Regions from separate parts of the Sus scrofa genome. Here regions 1 and 2 are each linked to region 3. The links are chromatin contacts, called in public HiChIP or PLAC-seq maps. All regions are on one chromosome and are shown on one strand. The core of a region is the stretch at or near the end of the contact, and the rest is flanking DNA. Distances in the headings are between cores, read along the strand shown.

The links. HiChIP or PLAC-seq counts read pairs in DNA pulled down with a chosen protein or histone mark.
Region 1: an H3K27ac HiChIP or PLAC-seq map of alveolar macrophages shows a contact between it and region 3. The contact joins the promoter of MAP3K1 here to the enhancer-like site in region 3. A contact is called at or near these places in 1 of 5 promoter capture datasets (liver), 5 of 47 Hi-C or Micro-C datasets (alveolar macrophages, embryonic fibroblasts, fetal skeletal muscle and 1 more) and 1 of 2 datasets of contacts at active chromatin or transcription factors (alveolar macrophages).
Region 2: a contact with region 3 is called in an H3K27ac HiChIP or PLAC-seq map of alveolar macrophages. The contact joins two enhancer-like sites. A contact is called at or near these places in 1 of 47 Hi-C or Micro-C datasets (embryonic fibroblasts) and 1 of 2 datasets of contacts at active chromatin or transcription factors (alveolar macrophages).

The regions. Positions count from the first base shown.
Region 1 is chr16:35,870,992-35,874,049 of Sscrofa11.1, forward strand. It overlaps MAP3K1 (mitogen-activated protein kinase kinase kinase 1), which reads left to right and starts at 1,310. Exons shown (of 20, transcript XM_003133973.5): 1 at 1,310-1,820. The coding sequence starts at 1,339.
Region 2 is chr16:35,841,896-35,844,595 of Sscrofa11.1, forward strand. No RefSeq gene overlaps it. Among named protein-coding and RNA genes, the nearest start is that of MAP3K1, 29 kb to the right of the region's middle. Within about 2 kb of position 1,431, at least 5 of the 83 cell types and tissues checked have an H3K27ac peak or open chromatin away from gene starts, as enhancers often do. A contact at or near this core is called in alveolar macrophages, where this site is marked.
Region 3 is chr16:35,540,511-35,543,451 of Sscrofa11.1, forward strand. All of the region lies in intron 2 of ANKRD55 (ankyrin repeat domain-containing protein 55), which reads right to left. Among named protein-coding and RNA genes, the nearest start is that of ANKRD55, 120 kb to the right of the region's middle. Within about 2 kb of position 1,426, at least 41 of the 83 cell types and tissues checked have an H3K27ac peak or open chromatin away from gene starts, as enhancers often do. A contact at or near this core is called in alveolar macrophages and liver, where this site is marked.

The DNA of each region.
Region 1 (3,058 bases), core at 60-2,559, 330 kb after region 3:
TAAATACATAAATACAGACAAGACAGCGCTCTCCTTTCGGTTCCTGAAGAACGTCCCTCTCTTTCCCCGCCTCCCTTAATTCCACCTTCACAAAATAAATCTAGGGACTCGGGTCCCCGGGTTGTGGCACTTTTCCCATCATAGACAAACCTGCTGGAGGAAAAAACGCGACGCAGAAGCCCGAAGCTCGAAAATCATTAACATGTAAATGGTGCCTTTTCCATTCCAAAGCACCTTATCTCCAGACGCCCCGGGGGACTGGAAGGGTTCGGAACGCCAAGTTAGGCAGCTCCGGCACTGCAGGGGTGGGGGCGGAGGGAACCCGGACGGTGGCCAGACCCTGCCGGGAAGAGAGACGTGCAGCTAGAGGCATAGGATTCGGGGAGGGCCAGAACCTGGCGGAGGACAATTATCGAGCACTTCCTGGTTCCTTCCCCAAACGTGTTTTAAGTGGTCCAATGTATATGTATCGCTGCCTTTCCCAAAGACAGTCGAGGAAAATCAAGATCTATAGAGATTCCCCTTGCTCCCTCTCGCCGCTCTCTGCCTCTCTCTAGCCCCGGGCAGGGGTAGGGCATAAGAAGGGTTTACTAAATCGGTGATTTCAGGTTATGAACAAGCTATTCCAGGAAACTTTTGTTTTATTCTTAGCACGAGTTGGGGGGAGGGAGGCAAAACATGAGGAAAGCTTAAAAAAAAAAAAAAGATTTTTCTGGTCCGCGGCACCACGTCTACTGAACGTTGGCTTTCTTTCACTTTGCAGTGGCCGACTGCCCTGGGTGCCACCTGCGCGAAGGGGGGCGGGGGTGGGGTTGGTACGCGCCGGAGTTCTCCAACTCCCACTGTAACGGACAGTGCGAATGACAGATTGCAAAGCCTCCTGCATGCTTCCCCTGCAACGCACCACACAACGAAGTTCGAACTGCAACATTCGATGGGCGAGCACGGGCCGAGACTGCTGCAGAGAGGAAACGGCGTTCCGCCGCCGAGGCTCCTCCTCTCTCCGGTGCAGCCCGGGACTACCTGGAGGCGCAGCGGGTGAGGCGCGCAAACCACAGCGCGCCCCCGACGCAGCCACCTCCAAGCCCACCTCGCTAGCCCGCGCGCGGAGCGCACAGTCAGCGCCCTCCACCTGCACCCCGTCGTCCCACCCGCCGCGCCAAACCCCGCGCGCCCGCCTGTGGGTGCAGGCCAGGCGCCCGAAGGGCCGTGCTCACGCAGTTGGCGCAGGCTGCCCTACGCTGGAGGCGCAGCGCCAACCGGTCCGCCCGCCCCCTGCACTCTCCCCGCCCCCTCCCTCCCTCGCAGGGGCCGAGCGAATGTAGCCCGCGAGAGAAAATGGCGGCGGCGGCGGGGAATCGCGCCTCGTCCTCGGGATTCCCGGGCGCCGGGGCGGCGAGCCCCGAAGCGGGCGGCGGCGGAGGGGCCCTCAAGGCCGGCAGCGCGCCCGCGGCAGCCGCGGGGCTGCTGCGGGAGGCGGGCAGCGGGGGCCGCGAGCGGGCAGACTGGAGGCGGCGGCAACTGCGCAAAGTGCGGAGTGTGGAGCTGGACCAGCTGCCGGAGCCGCCGCTTTTCCTCGCCGCCTCTCCGCCGTCCTCCTCCACTTCCCCGTCGCCAGAGCCGGCGGACGCTCCTGCGAGTGGGAGTAGTTTCCAGCCTGTGGCGGTACCACCGCCCCACGGAGCCGGGAGCCGAGGCGGCGCCCATCCTGCAGAGCCGGCGGCCGCCCCAGACAGCGGCGCCCCGAGCACCGCGGGGGCCGAGCCCGGGGAGAAGCGGATGCCCGCCGCAGAGCCACCTTCTACTGCGGCCCCTGTCGGGTGAGCTGCGGGGCCGGGAGCGTGGCGGGGACTAGGGAGGCGGTCGGTCGAGGGCAATGAATGAACCCTGGGCACCGCGAACGGCGCCGCGGGGCTCCGAGCAGCTCGGCTGCGCGCCGCTCGCCGGGACCCGAGCCCTCGGGCACCCACTTTGACCCCTACAGCATCGGGTGGCGTCTCAGACCTGGCCTGGGGGACCGGTTGGGGGCCCGGGGCGGGGACCTGCCGGAGAGTTTGTTATTGTTTGCAGACATGTGACAGTCGTGCGAGCCCTGCTGCGGGGACCGCTTGAGATAAGGTGCGGGGGGCCCAGGATGGCTTTGTGGGGCTCCCGGAATAGGGACTCTCAGAGGAGCCCCGGCGCGGGACCCTGGCGCTGTCCTCCCGGCGGGCAGCAGTACGGCGGCGGCGACCCGGGACCGGAGTCCACGGGGCGGGGGGAGCGCTGCGGGTGAGGCCCGAGCCCAAGGGCGGGTGGTGGTCAAAAAAGGGGCGGCGTAGATGGGGAGCCTTGCCTGAGGCCGGGAAGGGGGGGCAGAGGGCGGCGGAGAAAGCGGCGGGCGTCACCGCAGCCGTGACAGGCGGAGCCCCTGCTCAGGTACCGGGACCGGGCGGGGACGAAGGCGGCGCGCCCGGAGCGCGGCCGCAGAGACTCCGTGGTGGACGGCTCTGTAACGCCTGTCAAAGCGGTGCAGACCTACCGGCTGCAAACTCGCGGGGGCTTGCGGTCTTTTAGGACGTGAAGTTTTCAAATTTAGTCCCCCAAGGGGCTCCTTAGTGTCTTTGGGAATGCGGACTGCACTGCTAAGACTTAAGTGACTTCTGTTTGGAGTTTGAATTCGGCCTTTGAAGTTTGCATTTGGCGGAGGGGTGTAAGAGCCAGAACCGGATGTGTCAGCCATTCAGTTTCAAAGCGGTGGTGACTGCTCCCCGCAGCCTCTCCGGCGTGGTTGGAGACCACGGCGCGGGTGCGGTGCTTCCTGCTCCGTGCAGCTGCGCAGGTCGCCCGCCGGCTGCCGGATTCCAGTGGACGCAGTGCGGTGGGCTCCTGCTCTGATAGTCCTGTACCTGTGCCGTTTATGGATTATGGTATGTGTAAGGTAATTCAGACCAAGGGCTCCTGGCCTGACCCTTTTGTGGCAACTGGGAATTTTTATATTTAAAGAAATTCTTTTAAGTGTGACAGCCATAATCCTTGGTTCTTGTTGTTGTTGTTATTTTAAATCTGCATAGTTTAT
Region 2 (2,700 bases), core at 181-2,680, 300 kb after region 3:
GGTTTACTTAGTATGTAGTCTGTGACTAGACCTTTTATGATTGAGTTGCTTTGACCGTAAGTATACCGTAAGCTTTCTCTGCTTATTATCCCTATCTATTTAATTAAAGTAGTACTTTAATTTGTTTTCTAATAATGTTTACATTTGACTCTGGGATTCATTTTATGCATTTTATTTGTTGATGTAATCAAGACCAGCCAACTTTCATTTATAGAATAAATAATAGAAAGATAAAATTTTTAAGTAAAAAAGAGGACAGGTCTGTTAAGTATGCTTTAAGTCTTATGATTTAGTCTTAGTTAAAAGTTGTTGCAACAAATATCAAGTAAAAAAAAAAAATCCCAGAGATCTCTAGTTCTGGTTTATCAGCACAAACCTTGGAAAATCACCTAATTGATTTCCTCACTAAATCCCTCATCTATAAAATAGGTTGAAAATTAAGTTTTCTCAAAGCATTAATGCCAAAGAATGTTAAGAAAATATATTGGTGTCTCTACATAAGTGGTTCTCAAGAGTTGTCCCAGGTGATGCCTATATGGCTAGTATGAATCCAAGGTCAGCAGCCCAGCCTCACCTGAGAACCTATTTGAGAAATTCTCAGATCCTGCCCAAGACCCACTGAATCCAAAACTCTGGGGGTGGGGTCTGGGAATTTAAGATTTTAACCAGTCCTCGGATAAATCTGATATATGTTTAAAATGTTAGAACCCCTGCTCTCTCTGTAAAGTGCAATAACAATTATTCTTAATCAGACATTCCTAATTTTAAAGAACTTTTATAATTAAGTTACATAAGTTCATAGGGCTTGTGTGGTACAAAGGTTTTTTTTAACAATAAAAAAGCAATTTAAACTGGTTCTGGATTTCCCGTTGTGGTGCAGTGGAAATGAATCTGACTAGTAACCATGAGGTTGCAGCTTCCATCCCTGGCTTACCCCTAGCCTGGGAACCGCCATATGCCCTGGGTGCAGCCCTAAAAAGCAAAAAAAAAAAAAATTGGTTCTAAGAACAAGGAGGACTGCTATCCTGGGGAATCTCTCATATTATAACACTTAGAAATGCATAACTCAAAACTAAGCTCCAAAGAAAGAACAGCAAATCTCAAGACGTAAAACGGGATGTGGGAACCCACAAGCAGAAGAACAGTGAGCAAAGGGGATGCTGTCCCAGGGGCTGGGGGTTATTGCCACACGGGGACAGAGATGTAGCCTGGACCCAATGAGGAAGGAATCTAAAACGAAGACTCCTTCATAAAGCGCACACACACACCGAGTGAAAGGAGAATTAGAAAAACTTTGCTCTCTGCCCAAGGAAGCTGGTCTCTTCCTCAGTCTCTGAGCAGAAAAAAAGAGATTCTCTAGTAGATTTCAGTCCCCAGTGGAATGTGGATTCTGATTTAACACCACTACAGGATGTGGAGATCCCAAAGTGAAACACCGGAAACTCCCGGGATCAGCGGAAGTAAAAATGAAACCTCCCCGCAGGGATGGTTCCACAGCCCGGGGTAGCAGACTGTCACCAGAAGACAAAGAGTGAAAAGGCAAGTGGGGAAAAAAAAAAAGACATTTCCAAATAAGGAAGGACAATCTACCATCCAAAAGACCCTGGCTGAAGGAGTCACTAACGATTGTACCTCAGTGAAAAGGAAATTAAACCCAGAAAGAATTTCTTACAACTCCACAATAAAATGATAACCCAAGGAGTTCCCATTGTGGCTCAGTGGATTACAAACCCGACTAGTACCCATGAGGAGGAGGGTTTGATCCCTGGCCTCACTCAGTGGGTTAAGGATCCAGTATTGCTCTGAGCTGTGGTGTAGGTCACAGACAAGGCTCAGATCCTGCATTGCTGTGGCTGCAGTGCAAGCCGGCAGCTACAGCTCCTATTCAACCTCTTGCCTGGGAACTTTCATGTGTTGCAAGTGTGGCCCTTAAAAGCCAAAAAAAAAAAAAAAAAAAAAAAAAAAGGGAAAGAAAGAAATATTATATAGCCATAAAAAGGAATGAAGTACGTACTGATTTGTGCTGCAACGTAGATAAATTTCATTATGGCAAGTGAAAGAAGTGGGACACACAAGGCCACACACTTTATGATTCCACTTATGTAAAATGTCCAGAAGAGGCAAATCCATAGAAACAGAAAGCAGACTTGTGGTTACCAAGGGCTGGGCAGAGGGAAGATGGGCAGTGACTCTTCCATGGGTACAGAGTTTGGTGTAAGATAAAAATATGGTAAAATTGGAGTTCCCATCATTGCTCAGCAGTAACAAACCTATTATTCATGAGGACGCAGGTTTGATACCTGGCCTCACTCAGTGGGTTAAGGATCCAGCGTCGCCGTGAGCTGCAGTGTAGGTCTCAGACATGGCTTTTGGAACCCACTGCCTGTGGCATAGGCTGGCAGCTACAGCTCCCATTCAGTTCTGAACTTCCATATGCCATATGCCACAAGTGTGGCCCAAAAAAGCTATATATATATATAAAATATATATTATATATGTATGTATATGTGTGTGTATACATATAGTAAAATTTATTGTGGTGATGGTTGCCCAACTCAGTGTACTAAAAACCAAAGAATTGTCCACTTTAAATGGGTGAACTGTATGGTATGTTAACTCTATCTCCCTAAGGCTGTTATAAAAAAGACATGAGTTAAAACAATACTATCCATTTATAGGAACATATCAGATGTAACTATC
Region 3 (2,941 bases), core at 176-2,675:
TTTTTGATAGGATGAGTCCATTTTCCAATGCTGATCTGACCAGCAGATGTGGAAGCCAGTCATTTCAGAGTGGATGAAAAGAAAGAGAGGTGATAACGGTACAAATGAGCATCTCATTATGGAATTGATAGGTCTTTCAGGAGTGTACATACTAAGCTTCCTAAAATAAGAACTGTGAGCAGGCAGAAAATGAAGCAAGTCTTGCCTGGATGCATTTTCTTGCTCCACTCACTGCAGTTGCCACTATGCCAGGTGACCCAGTTAGTTTGTAGAACATCCTCTAATCCGTCAGAATGGCAGTAGCAGATATTTTGAAAACCAAGGGAATCACCTTCAGCATTTTATCTCAAATGGGAACATATTCAAACACTTATTCAAATGAACTTGAGCTCCTACTTACAGGACCCGCTACATAATTTGCAAATCCCAGTGCGAAAAGAAAATGCACAGTCCTTTTCAAAAATGATTAAGTTTTTCAAGATTATGATGGCAGAATATTAAACTAAGCATGGGTGCCCTCTGAGCAAGGGACCCAGTGCAACCACACAGGTCATAGGCCCTTAAAATCAAGTCTAGTACCAAGGATCACCAAACCTTCGGTTGTCAGGTGGGCTGCTGCGGATTAAAACAGAAAACAGATGCTATCAACATCTCAGCGTTAGCCTTCCCTAGAACTTCCCCACTTCCTCACAGCCTCCAACAGGTAATCAGTTTCCACTCATGTTTTTTTCTCCTTCAAGTCCTCAGTCCATAAAGCAGTTGAAAATCACCTAAAAATACCCACCCCCAACACACACACACACACACACAGGATCCACAAAACCCCAAATCAACAATAAGAAAACCCCCACAGGATCTAAAGCCCTACAGAATTGCCTCCCTAGGACTTGCAGCTGCTGTTGAATGATGTGCCTGTGTGCGGCTTGAGCAAGTGGAAACATCATATACTAAAGCCATGGACGCTAAATACAAGGCTGTAAACCAAAACTCCGGTGAAAACCCTGTTAGAAGCCATGCCCGGAGTCCTGGCTTCACATAGTATGTACAAGTAAATTAATTTCCGGATAGTCCCTTAAAAACTGGCTGGGGGTGGGGAGCCCCAAACCAAAATAACAGCAAAAACCGAAATGGCTGTAATTGCAGAGAGAGAAGAGAAAAGCTGAGATGATAGGCAGCAAGGGCAGAATGTCTTTCTCGCTGGTGGATAATTTGATAAGGAACCTGGATTCTGAGCGGCCTCACAATGGCCTTTTTATCCGGCTCTCACGCACCACCAGCAGCCCTGGCTGGGAATCACGGGGGTGGCAGCCGTCCCCGGAAAACGGCGGCGCTCCGGCACAGGAAAGCCAGCTGATAAACTGATCTGCAGACAACGCTTCTTCCTTCCTGGGAAGCAGCCACAAAGGCAGCCAGCTGACCTCGGCCCAGTGCTTCCCCAGCCAGGGAGGGCAAGAGAGCAGCGGGGGGAGGAGAGGGAGTCGCTGGACAACCTCCCCTCCACCTCCCCCTACAGTTTCATTTGGCAAAAGCATCACAGGGAGTGATTCAGGCTGAGCCCACGCTAGGAAAGCTCGGCTCGGTATCTCTCCAAGTTGGGAGGACTGAACCGTCTCAGTGCCCCGCACCTCCCCCCCCCCCCCAGGACCCCTCGGCTGCTGGGCTGTAGCCCACAGCCTTTCAGGCCCCCACTGGCTTGGCCCTGGCTGGGAACGAGTTTGGTGGGGGGAGAACTGAACAAACTGGCATGGCCATCCCCCTCCCAGACCGTCCCCTGGGGTGGCCCCTCCCTAAGGCTTTTGGTCAGAGCAAAAAGAAACACAGACATTTGTGTCACCCTATTAGGCACACAGGACTCTGAATTGTGCATTAGGCGCAAAAGACTTATCATCTTTCCCCTGGCAGAGTGGCCCAGTAAATATAATTAAAAAGCTTTCAGGGTGTTCCTAAAATTTTCCCTCTAACTTCTCTGGCCACAGAGAACCTTAATAGTTAGTTTCTTCTCTCTTTCTTTCAAATCAAAACATCTTATTTTCATGTTATCATTTTTAAAAAGACAATTAGAAAAATTGGCAGGATGTCAGGTGGCGGATTCTGAGATGCTCCAGGCACTCCCCAGGAAGCCATGTTTTCAGGAAAGTTGACCCAGCAGCTGGTCCCTGCTGCTGTTAGATGTGAGCTTTCACTTTTTTGCTCCCCGCCAAACTTGGATTTCAATCTTAAGGGAGGCCTGAAAAGAGCTGCCTATGAAGGAAGAGGTCTGGAAAGGGGATTCCACAAGAGAGCAGAAATCCAGGGGAAGGGGAGTTAGCTCTGTGAACTTGGGGACCTCTGCCTGCTGGCTGGGGAACAGGTGGCCTCCAGGCCACTAGGCTGCAGGTGGAGCCATCAGCTGGGAGCCAGGATGTCCTTGATCTGCTTTCCAAGTTGTACATGACTCCCACAAAGGAAAGAAGGGTGGAGGGAGTCAAATCTGCTGTTTGTACATCCTGGTACGAGACACTGTCCATGGTCAGTTCACTGATCCCTTCTCCAGAGGTCTCCAAGGAGCCCATGTCTCTTAATCCTGGACTCCACGTTCCCATCTCCCATACATCTCTTACTCAGTATACTGCCATTAACAACACAGCCAGAGCTATGAGCCTCTGGCTTGAGCTCCAGAAGAAATTTCTTCCAGCTTAGCACCTACAGAGAAGAGCTTTGGAGAGCTGGATGAGGTATTCCATGGCTAAGGGCACAAAGTCCCCTAAGTTGACGCTTCTATAAATACTGCTCTATTCTGTAGTTTCCTGGTGGCTTAGCAGGTTAAGGATCTGGTGTTGCTGCTGCTGTGGCTCTGGTCACTGCTGTGACGTGAGTTCAAGCCCTGGCCGAGGAACTTCTGCATGCTGTGGGGGTGGCCAAAAGAAAACAAAAACAAACAAACAAACCAAAAACAAAAAAC